2 separate regions of the Columba livia genome follow, and region 2 is linked to region 1. Evidence: chromatin contacts called from public Hi-C data. All regions are on one chromosome and are shown on one strand. The core of a region is the stretch at or near the end of the contact, and the rest is flanking DNA. Distances in the headings are between cores, read along the strand shown. Region 1 holds the start of DNAJC5B (DnaJ heat shock protein family (Hsp40) member C5 beta). Region 2 holds the start of RRS1 (ribosome biogenesis regulator 1 homolog).

The links. Hi-C and Micro-C count contacts between places; a contact is called where the count stands out from the background.
Region 2: a Hi-C map of crop shows a contact between it and region 1, with 6 times the contacts expected there. The contact joins the promoter of RRS1 here to the promoter of DNAJC5B in region 1.

What each region holds. Positions count from the first base shown.
Region 1 is chr2:126,039,846-126,042,569 of bColLiv1.pat.W.v2, forward strand. DNAJC5B (DnaJ heat shock protein family (Hsp40) member C5 beta) reads left to right here and starts at 1,311. Exons shown (of 4, transcript XM_065053678.1): 1 at 1,311-1,417. The coding sequence starts at 1,311.
Region 2 is chr2:126,203,062-126,205,785 of bColLiv1.pat.W.v2, forward strand. It overlaps RRS1 (ribosome biogenesis regulator 1 homolog), which reads left to right and starts at 1,361. Exons shown (of 1, transcript XM_065053686.1): 1 at 1,361-2,650. The coding sequence starts at 1,441. The coding sequence ends at 2,520.

The DNA.
Region 1 (2,724 bases), core at 61-2,560:
TGAGAAGGGTGAATTAGCAGAGTGGGTCATCTTACTTTAAAAAAACACATTCTCAGAAATTTTTCTTATGGCTGAGATTCCAACTCACTTTTAGGCTTTTTCTGTGATCGCCTCTCAACGTTTGGAGAAGGGTGCAACATACAAAGAAATAAAGAAGTTGTGGTGAGAGTTTTGTTGTGGCAAGTCTGCCATCAAAGATCTGCAGCTTTCTGTTATGAATGATAGTTATCTATACCTGGTGGTTTAAATTATGATTTGTATGAGTTTCTTCATGCCATATTTGGTTCTTCAAATCCAGAAGAATGAACTATGAACTGTAAGGAGGTACCAAAGCCACTCAGTGGAGAGTCACTTGTTTGTCTGCTTTGCCTCTATGATGAAAGAAGGAATAAAAGATCTGAAGTGGATTAAATCTGTCGGCCTGTGCTTAGCCTTTATTTGCACTATACTGTAAGGGCACCTTGTTAAATTTATCACAAGCTCATGAATTCAACCCAAAGTCTGGTATCTCAAATAAGATAGGACCCTGAACGGCGTCAGTATTTCCCATGCATAAGTTTGCAATAAAAGGTTACTTTTATAATAATGAGGTCAATTCTTAATATCTAGTCTCGTTGCCTAGGTCCAGATTCATCCTACCTGCACGTCTTGGGAATGTGGACATCCTGAGCACACTGTAGAGATAATAGGGAGAAAGTGCTTGATCAGTTTCCTCTGAGTAGGTATCTCTGTCTGTTGACAATATAAGGAGCCTAAGCTTCAAAATTAATCACTCAACTTAGTGATTAGTTGAGTAATTAAAATTGGTTAGGCTGAATCTGTGCCCTTGTGCTGAGAAAGCAAAAATTCACTGCTATGTTGCATTAGGTTATTCCCCACATCAAGAAGATGATAGCCTTAACAAATAGTGGAATTATTCTTCTAAGACTTAGGAAAGATAGTGTAAACAAACAGAAATAGAACCAAGTGGAAATACTATGTGCAGGCACTAATGTTGTAGGAAATTTAGCCATTAATTTCAGTGAAAGCAACATCAAGCCTTTAATATAAACAGTGATATCTAAGACAAGAACTTATGTTCTTTATTTTTTGTATTTCCATTTTTCTCAAGTAATTTTAAAATGTCTTAAGGGATGGAGGATCATTTAGAGAAGATTTTATTCTAGTTTCGATTTAGTGTATTTTTAACCTTTTACTACCTGATTAAAATCTATTAAAATGAACAATAAGAGATATTTTTCATATATACTTTCAGTCCTGCTATTTTAAATTCTATTTTACATTAACAGCTTTGGAAATGCAGTGCTAACATGGCTGAACAAAGGCAACGTGCTTTGTCAACCTCAGGAGAAGCATTATATGAAATCCTGGCCCTAGAGAAGGGAGCGACACATGATGACATTAAGAAGTCCTACAGGTATGTAAAACGTGCTTTGCAACATGCCTACAAAATGCCTGTGTGTCTAACAGTATTTTGATGGTAAAACCTTTTTAATTACCTGCACTGTGGACACTCATTGTTACGTTTTTTCACTGTGAGCCTGAAAAGAAACAGAGATAATACAAATTAAATCTATTAATTTCATCCCACAGGCAATCTGTATGCTTCCTCTAAAATGTTTTAATGTAGCTAAATGAGGGGTCAGACTGTTAAGATAAAATAACGCAGACTATGCTTGCGAAGCGTGGCCTTTGGATACAGCACCCAGTTCTTGTGTAAACATGTTTTCCTGAGGTATGTTGAGGAGTAAAACCAATGCAGAAAAGTTCTATAATAACGACTCAAGAACTAGAGTAAGAGACATAAGGCATTCAATCAGTTTATCTTGAGATAAAGAAGAAACCAAATAGATTATTTTCTTACAATGTGCAATATCTTTGAAGGAGAAAAAATGGTAGGTGTGATAGGGTTCTTCACATTACAAAGGCAAGCATAACCAAAAGCAGTGCTTGGAATCTAAAAGCAGTTTGAGCTGAAAAAGAGGTACCTGGTTTTCACAGTGAGCACAACCAACCATCAAAACACACTGGCACAGGAAACCGTAGGTTCTCTATTGAAAATTAAGAGAGGATTTTAAGATAAGTTTTGCTCAAACAAAAGTTATCAAACTGGTGAAAAGTATTTTATTATTGAAATGTAACAAGACCCAGAAATAAGACTAGAAGATTTTATGGGTCATTTTACTCTTAAGTCTGTTCTGCTGCTATTAAAAAAGAAAGAAATTTAAATGTCATGAGTAAAGTAGGTGTTCTTGACATTGAAGTAAGTCAGGCATGCACTTGCAGCTTTAATAAATATAGTAAAGCTTTTATTACAGCATCATTTTGGGTGTTGCTGGTCGCAATGTATTACCAGTCAAACTTTAATCCAGCTTGCTATTCCTCTCAAAGGCAAGAATATATTTGAACTAAAAAAGAAGTTATGAAATAAATCTGCTTGCATCGTTTAGTCTGAACTTTGTTGAGACTCTGTCCTCTGTGTTTTTGAACAAGTTGTATCTCTCCTGCTTTCTGTTCCTAAAGGCGTATATTCAAGGGAGGTGGGAGAAATAGTGAAGGTTCAAACTCTTCACACAATAGGAGGAAAACTATTGACATTTCCTGATTCTGTTGACTTGCATAATAATACCACTGGGGGATAAACTTACTACAGTATCAAATTCACTCATGACTTGCACCTTCTGTGTCCCTGTAGTATAGCTTGGCTGCAGAAACCATCTTCTA
Region 2 (2,724 bases), core at 111-2,610, 160 kb after region 1:
CAGCATAAAGGTAATGACCACACTGTCGAAACAGTGGACCTGGCTTATGCAGTTAAAAAATACAAATATATTACTAAATCTGAATATTTCAAGCGCATCTCTTCAAACAGCTGTCTTCAATTTTATCTGTAATTCCTGGTGAGAGTATGAAGCGTCCAAGAAAGGGAACGAAATATTAGCCAGCACATTGCCATCTTGTGGTAAACGGGAAAACTGCCTGTGCCATCAGACCTGGGCTTAAATGCATAGGGACTCTGTGCTCCGTGGTATATGGATCATACTCAGAACTGCTGAGATGGCGTTAGGAAATAGACTGCCTTAGTTTATTGAAAACTTCACTAACAATGGAAAAAACAAAGCCTTTACCATCGTTAGGGTTACAAAGTACAAGCTGTGATACTCTAGGATTTGAGAATCAGCTATTCGTCTTCATTTTACAAGGACGGCATTTTATTTTCATTCCAACAATATTGCTGTGGCATTATACTCTGGATAATTTCCATCACGTCCAACATCATGTAAAGGCAGAGATGCAATGTAACTTAGCAGAAAATTGTATCTAGAATAAAATCTCACATTACTTTCCCTGGCTACGGTTAAGTGCTATCACGAGCTTGTTTTTAGGACACCAAGCATCAGCTCAAAATATCATGGCCACACAAGCCAAATCACTGTATAGCTATAAAAGGATTCTTCCACAGCTCATTTGTTTAAAAATAGCACAGAGGTATCTTTGACCCAGCTGACCTTTGGGTGCACGCGGTATCACCCGATCACCTCACTTATCATTACGCCTGATGCAACATCTGCCAGGTGATCCTGCTTTCCAAACACTGTTCCTCCTCTCCCTTCTCTGCGGGGACAGTCGCCCTCCAGACCTGAGTCGATCTCTGTGGAGCTGGAACACAGCATGTGGATTTTGGTCCCACAACAAGCACTTACAGGTGCTGCTCCACAGCAATAAGAGTCAGACATAAACAGTAAGTTACCATAAAAACCCAAACCCACGACTGGAAATGTATTTTCCTGTTTCTCAGCCTCAGGCCTCCTCAGTGGCACACCAGCGCCAGGGAGGCCGCTCTTGCACCAGCTGCTCTTGGCCTTTGCCTCCCCTCTCCACACATTCTCCGCCGCGGCCCCACTCGTGACAGCGGCAGGAGCGGGCTCGGGGCCGCCCCGGCCCATACGCGACCCCAGCCCGAGGGTCAGTTCACTGGCAAGCGTCTGCCCCCAAGCCAGGGCGGCAGGCGCCTCCTGACAGGAACGAGAAGCGTGGACGGGCCGAACCCCTCCTCGCCGCGGACTACAGCTCCCGGCAGGCACCGCGCTGTCCCGGGCGCGGAGGCGCTGGTTCCGGCGCGCTGAACCGGAAAGGCTGCGCGGCAGCTCCAGGAGCGGCTCCCACGTGCGGAGCGCCGCCCGGCCCGGCCAGCCGCCGCCATGGCGGCCGTGCGGGTGGAGGACGTGCTGGCGGCCGCCGAGGAGCAGGAGGCGGAGAAGCGGCGGAGCGTCGCGGTGGAGAAGGAGCTGGAACTGGAGTTCGACCTGGGCAACCTGCTGGCGCTGGACCGGAACCCGCCGCCGGCGGCGGGGCTGCGCGGGGCCGGCCCGCGGCGGGAGGCGCAGCTGCGGGCGCTGGCCCGCGACAACACGCAGCTGCTGGTGGCCCGGCTCTGGGAGCTGCCGGCCGAGCGCGCCGGCGGGCCGGGGGGGCCGCTGGTGGCGCGGCTGCCCGAGCCCGCGTTCCGCTTGCCGCGGGAGAAGCCGCCGCCGCGCCCGCGGCCGCCCACCCGCTGGGAGCAGTTCGCGCGGCTGAAGGGCATCCGGCGGCGCAAGCGGACCGCGCTGGTGTGGGACGAGCAGGCCAAGGAGTGGCGGCGCCGCTGGGGCTACCGGCGGGCGGGCGGCGACCCGGCCCGCGCCTGGCTGGCGGAGGTGCCGGCGGGCGCAGACCCGGAGGAGGACCAGTTCGCCCGGCTGCGGCGGGAGAAGCGGGAGCGGGTGGCGCGCAACGAGCTGAACCGCCTGCGCAACCTGGCCCGCGCGCACCGCGCCGGGACCGCCGTCCCCGCCGCGCCCCTGCACCCCACCGGCCACCAGAGCCGGGAGGAGCTGGGCCACGTTGCCCGTGTCGCCCGCGTCTCCACCGCCTCGCTCGGCCGCTTCCAGCCCCGGCTGCCCAAGGAGCCGGCGGAGCCACCGTCCCGCAGCGGCGGCAGGAAGCGCCGCTTCGAGCCGCTTCTGGGCAACCTGGCCGCTGAGCGTGGCCGGCAGCTGGAGATGCTGCGGGACATGAACAGCAAGAAGCCGGTCCTCGACATCACCCGCGCCGTCAACAAGCAGCTGCGGCAGGAGGAAGCCGAGGCGGCCGCCGCCAAGGGCAAGAAGCAGTCGCAGCGAGGGAAGCGCGGCCGCCGGCGGCAGCACGTTGGCCGCAGTGGCAAGAAGAGCGGAGCCCGGCGGCAGCAGCGGCGGCCCACAGGCAGCAGCACCAGCGGCAGCAAGAGGAAGAAGGCGTGAGGGATGGATGGACTGCATGGGGCTGGGTATGCCCACTGAGGCACGGGAAGGGACTGTCACTGCCAGCCTCCTGCCTGGTGCTCTATTCCCACACCTGTTTGTCAATAAACACGCTCTGGCATTTCTAAAATGTCCTGCGTTTGGCTCTTGGCTGACAGCCCAGTAGTGCAACATTCTCTGCTCTGGCCTAGGGGAGCTGGTGGT